Regions from separate parts of the Zea mays genome. Here region 2 is linked to region 1. Evidence: chromatin contacts called from public Hi-C data. All regions are on one chromosome and are shown on one strand. Each heading gives the region's core, a stretch centred on a gene start, on an enhancer-like site or on the middle of the called end of the contact. The rest is flanking DNA. Distances are from core to core; before and after follow the strand shown.

Region 1 (2,700 bases), core at 48-2,547:
AGTCAACAACATACGCAAATTAATGTTGATCGTACATCAGTCTTTTAAGTGGGTCGTACATAAAGCACTCTCTTTCTCTGACGTGCTATGGCCCTTAACGACAACAACAAAGGCAACAACAAAAAATATAACAACTGTCACATCAAAATCTCATGGTCTGGAAATCGTGTCTTCGTTCGTTTATGAACACTCGAATTCCCCCTGTTTTCGGTTGTTACTAATTCTAGGCCTGTGAACACTCGATTGTTGATGCTCTTTGAAATGCGACCTATACAATAGGTAGGCAGTCCATCATGTAATTTTAGATCTCAACAAAATTTGTAATTTTTTCAGATTGTCGTTTTGTTGAAAACTATTTTAGAATAAAAACAATTGACATATTGTTAGATTTATACAGAAATACAAAGTGAACATTATTCTCATTGACCACTTTAAATTCTAGAGGGGTCAATGCAATATATATTTACGTGTTTACGTCGATGTCAATCACCCTTTACTCAAATCTCACCTATACGTGATATGTGTCTTAGGTCCTTTTTGGGTTCTAGTGGCTAATTGTTTGTTGGTAGGTAACAATTAACCAACAAATAATTAGCTAGCAACAATTAGCCAGGGTGTGCTCAAAATCTTGACTAATAGATGTCTTTTTCTTTTTATACGACCTATTAGCATCTATTAGCAATGTCAAATAGCTAATGAGTAAACAGTTTGCTATACCTTCGACTAACAATTAGTTAATTTATCAGTTAGTCTGTTTAGAGGCCAGGATGTTTAAATTAGCCCGAGACTATTTGCCACATGGATCCAAACACCTGATTCCAATGATACGAGATCCCCACACGTCCGATTATTGGGTTCAGCAGAAAATTCATGGCTCCGCTACAACGCGTGCGGGCACATATCTCGTGAATTACAAAGTCAAAACACTGGTGATCCCGTGCAATTTTAGTACAAATATCATATCCACTCGAACTCATAGAATCATATACATTGCGCAAAAAAGAAAGAAAGAAAGATTTAGTCATTTTGAAAGGCGAAAACGAAAATTTAGTAACAGAAATGATGTTTAGATCATGATTTTCGTTGGCAAGAGGAGTATACAAATCTTTTGCTGTGCCAATTTAAACGAACAAAAAATTGTATAAAAATATAAAAGATCCGTAAACACTTCAGTGGGCCTTGGTTTTGTCAACAAGCTCGCTTCTAATAATATTGCCCAAAGCCCGAATAAAATGAGGCCTGTGAAGTCATCGTGGCCCACGGACGTGTAGGAGGGGACACGCCGCCGGGCCTCACTAACCGCAGGTTCGGGAGTACTCCGGAACCCGCCGCCGCATCCACACGACGCCACGACTGACGACGGAGAGCCCCGGTCTCCTTCCACGGCTCCACCGCCACCACCCCGCATAAAAGTAGGGAAGAGAGCCTTGCAGCGAGAACCGTATCGATCTATTCTCGTCTGAAGCAATTCGCCCCTGTCGTGAGCAGAACCCTACAGCTCGTATTCGCCTCATCTCGCAGCAGCAGCAGAAGAACAAGGGTATGGCGAAGGATGGGGGTCCCGACTGGAACGGCCTGCTCAAGTGGAGCCTCGCCCACGGCGACGGCACCAACCCGCCGCGTGCTCTCAGGTCTGCAATTCCCGCGTTCAGATGCCTTGCTTCATCCCCTTGCTCTCGTCCTGTGCCACAACCCTAATGACTCCGTGTTCATCAGTGCACATGCATAGATTTTTTTTTGTCTTACTCCCTGTACTCTAGATTTTGCTGTTTTACTGCGCGTTCCTTTTTCCCCTAATTTTAATTTGTGTGACTAGTAGGTTTAATATCCGCTTCCAAAATTGCTGCGCTTAGTTGAAGAGAAGTGGAATAAAATGTTAGTGTGGTTCTTAATTTCATTGTTTTTGTTCTGCAGCGAGGAAGACAGAAAATGGTTCATGGATGCTATGCAAGCCAACACGGTAGATGTTGTGAAGAGGATGAAGGAGATCACTCAGGTGATGAAAACTCCAGAAGATGTCTTGCAGTCTCAGGGCGTGACCCCTGAGAACATCGAAGGTATTGTCTGGTGGCATTCCAATGCTTCCTTAGTTGATTTTATTTTCTCTACGAAAATGGCTTGGCCCATTTCCGAATCATTGACCTTTATTGTTTATATGTTTAGTAATCGGTGAAGATCCTCACACTTCTAGTCTAACTAGGTTCTTTACTGCTTATATGTTTAGTAATCGGTGAAGGTTCTCACACTTCTAATCTGACTAGGAACATGAGAGTATTTAACACAGCAGCAGGATGCACACAACTTTTAGTATGTGCAGCACGGTGTGGTAGCAAGATGTGGAAACACAATAAACAAAGAAACAATGTGATTGTAGGGCTCTAGGGCTCTAGGCTGTTAATTGATCTGCCAAATGATTTCCGTAACGCTCAAAGCTAACAGCGGATGCCCTAAGTACTATTATATTTCTTTGGCAAAAGAAATTCATAGTTGATGGTCATGGTCATATAAGGAATTCATGATTGATGGTGTTTATGTGCTTTCGCTTGCCTGCTAAATGACGTCTCCAATCTTATTTGGTCGTGTATCCTCTTTGGAGATTGACTTTATGGGCATTGGTATTTATCATCCTTGTTATTTAGTTCTTGGTGTTGGATCCGGAATAAAAAATTACTTACTCTATTTTCAGATATGTTGGATGAG
Region 2 (2,700 bases), core at 22-2,521, 130 kb after region 1:
CACGGTCTCCACAATCGCATCAAGACGGTGAGTCCATCCGTCTTTCTGTTGCTACCTCCTTCTCCGCATCCGTTATTGGTGGAGGATTCGGGGGAGGAGGTACCCAACGCTTAAAACGCTCATGACTAGTCCTTCCACACAACCAATTAGCGAAAAGAAGATATCGAGGGTCAAATTTATCAGGACCGTCGATCCACTGGAAAAAGAAACACCTCAGGTGCCCCTAAAACAATGGAACGAAGCACTATTACACATCTACTAAATAATAAATGCGAACAAAATTAAGTCACAAGTCATAAGATACGTACGTCAAAACCACCACAAAGGTAGAAGCAGCGAGCAGCCGTGTCTGGATGTTTGGATTGACATACTCAAGCCAGTCTGCCACAGTCACAGTTAGGCACAGGGAGTTCAGGAGGAACATAAGCATCCTTACTAGATATGTCAGGATATAACTCCCGAGAACGACCTCTCTTCTGCCACAACGCCTTCCGGTACATGTCTTTCATCTAATAAACGATTATAATTATCACTTGTACCTAATAGGTTTACACAAATGAACCAACACACTGGAACAGTATATCATCACACTAATTCTATGCCTATGTGTGTCATGGCACCAGCGTTCACAGCAGGTTAACAAAAACTATTAAATAAAATATACTCATCATATTAATGATACTATATATATTATGAGCAACTATGGAAACTAATAATCGAAAAAATACAACCCAATATACAAAACGAATCAGTTGGACACCATACCTTGGTCTACAAAGTGAACCAACTCGAATCTTTGAATCCAGCAAAAATTTTGACGAAGTTTTGAAATGAGAGGAAATGTGCTCCTCTCGGCCAGCAGCGCGGCCGGTTTTATAGGCCTTCGTAGCTCGGCGCCAAGATCTGTGGCGCCGAGCTACGAGGCCGCGTCAATGCCATGTCAGCCCTAGGCGCAGGGAGCCGTTACAGCTCGGCGCCATAGGCTGTGGCGTCAAGCTGTGTTACCTCGGCGCCACAGCCTATGGCGCCGAGTATCGGGTCCAAAATTGCATATAAAATTTCTGGGGTCTAAATGTAAATATTTTTCAAAAGTGGGGCTGAAAAAGTAAAAATTCGGACCGAGGGACGGGCGGGCGGGTAACTGGAATTCGGATTCTGTAGACAAACCAACCAGGGCGGCCCACTGGTCCGACCAGCCCACCATGAGCTAACCCGAACCAAACCACGCGAGAACCGGCTGGCCCGGTCGCCTCCTCGACAATGAGCCGCCGGCCCGCCGCTCAACGCCACCCACCCGCTTCCAACGTCGGGACCCACGTCACCCGTCTCCCATCGATTCACCCTCCCCGGCTCCCCGCCCCTCCCGGTTTTCTTCCTCCCGGACCCCGCCCCGGCGGCCGCCGATTTTGGGGAAGCCCGGCCGTTTCGCCTCCCGAAAACCCGGGTGAGTTCTCCTTCCACATCTCCATCCCACTCACCCCTTCATTTCGGGTTCTTCTGGTTTATCTCGCTCCCGCCCCCGGGCATCGGCTGATTGGGGATTTAGTAGGACACGCGAATCCAATTGTGCCGTTCCTGACGCTGACGCCCGGCGGTGATGGCTGATGCAGCAGCGTTCGTGCTCTTGCCTGATGGAGAGGGACGCGGTTCTGGAGGACGCGGCGGCGGGGGATGGGGAGGAGCAGGACCAGGACCAGGAAGAGGTGGTGGTGCCGATCGGAGCGCAGAAGCACGATCCGGCGTGGAAGCACTGCGTCATGGTGCGCTCCGACGGCCGGATGCGCCTCAAGTGCGCCTACTGCGGCAAGCACTTTCTCGGCGGTGGTATCCACCGCTTCAAGGAGCACCTGGCCCGCCGCCCCGGGAACGCCTGCTGCTGCCCCAGTGTGCCCCGCGACGTCCAGGACACCATGCTCCGCAGCCTCGCCGCCGTCGCTGCCAAGAAGATGCAGCGCAAGCTCGCCGCCGCCAGCACGACGCCCGCCTCTGTCTCTACGGCTAGCGGGGGTACCGGCAGCCCCATCCACATGATCTCGCTCAACGAGGTGCTCGACTTCGAGGCCGTGCCGCTCGAGGAGCAGAGGCCTCCGGTTCCGGAGGGCAGCATTAGGGGGAGTACCAGCGGTAAGAAGAAGAGGAAGCAGGTGACCTACGCCCCTGCTCCGCCACTTATACCCCAGATCCGGCCGCAGCATGTTCGGTCTACCCCTCAGAACAATCTTCTTCACGGGCTGCAGCATGTTCCGCCTACTCCTCAGACCAACCCTCTTCATCAGGTTGTCATGGCAGTGAACGCAGTGACACCAGCAGAGCATTTCGAACATGCTGCCCCCTCGGAGAAGGAGCATGTTTCCGTGGCAGTTGGGAGGTTCTTGTATGACGCCGGTGTGCCATTGGAAGCGGTGAACTCGGTCTACTTCCAACCGATGCTCGAGGCCATTGCGGCGGCAGGGGGGAGGCCTGAGACGCTCTCGTACCATGACTTTCGCGGTCACATTCTTAAGAGGTCACTCGACGACGTGACGGCTCGCTTGGAGTTCTTCAGGGGGTCATGGACCAGGACGGGCTGCTCGGTGTTGGCTGACGAGTGGATCACTGATAAAGGCAGAACCTTGATAAACTTCTCCGTGTATTGCCCGGAAGGTACTATGTTCCTCAAGTCGGTGGATGCAACCAGCATCGTCACATCTTCAGATGCAC

Evidence for each region. Hi-C and Micro-C count contacts between places; a contact is called where the count stands out from the background.
Region 2: a contact with region 1 is called in a Hi-C map of ear, with 3 times the contacts expected there. The contact joins the promoter of LOC103644259 here to the promoter of LOC100279983 in region 1. A contact is called at or near these places in 3 of 25 Hi-C or Micro-C datasets (ear, leaf and tassel).

Annotation. Positions count from the first base shown.
Region 1 is chr1:300,796,731-300,799,430 of Zm-B73-REFERENCE-NAM-5.0, forward strand. It overlaps LOC100279983 (Fes1A), which reads left to right and starts at 1,298. Exons shown (of 6, transcript NM_001152931.2): 1 at 1,298-1,631; 2 at 1,915-2,057; 3 at 2,687-2,700. The coding sequence starts at 1,543.
Region 2 is chr1:300,926,755-300,929,454 of Zm-B73-REFERENCE-NAM-5.0, forward strand. It overlaps LOC103644259 (hAT transposon superfamily), which reads left to right and starts at 1,272. Exons shown (of 5, transcript XM_008667466.3): 1 at 1,272-1,444; 2 at 1,611-2,700. The coding sequence starts at 1,632.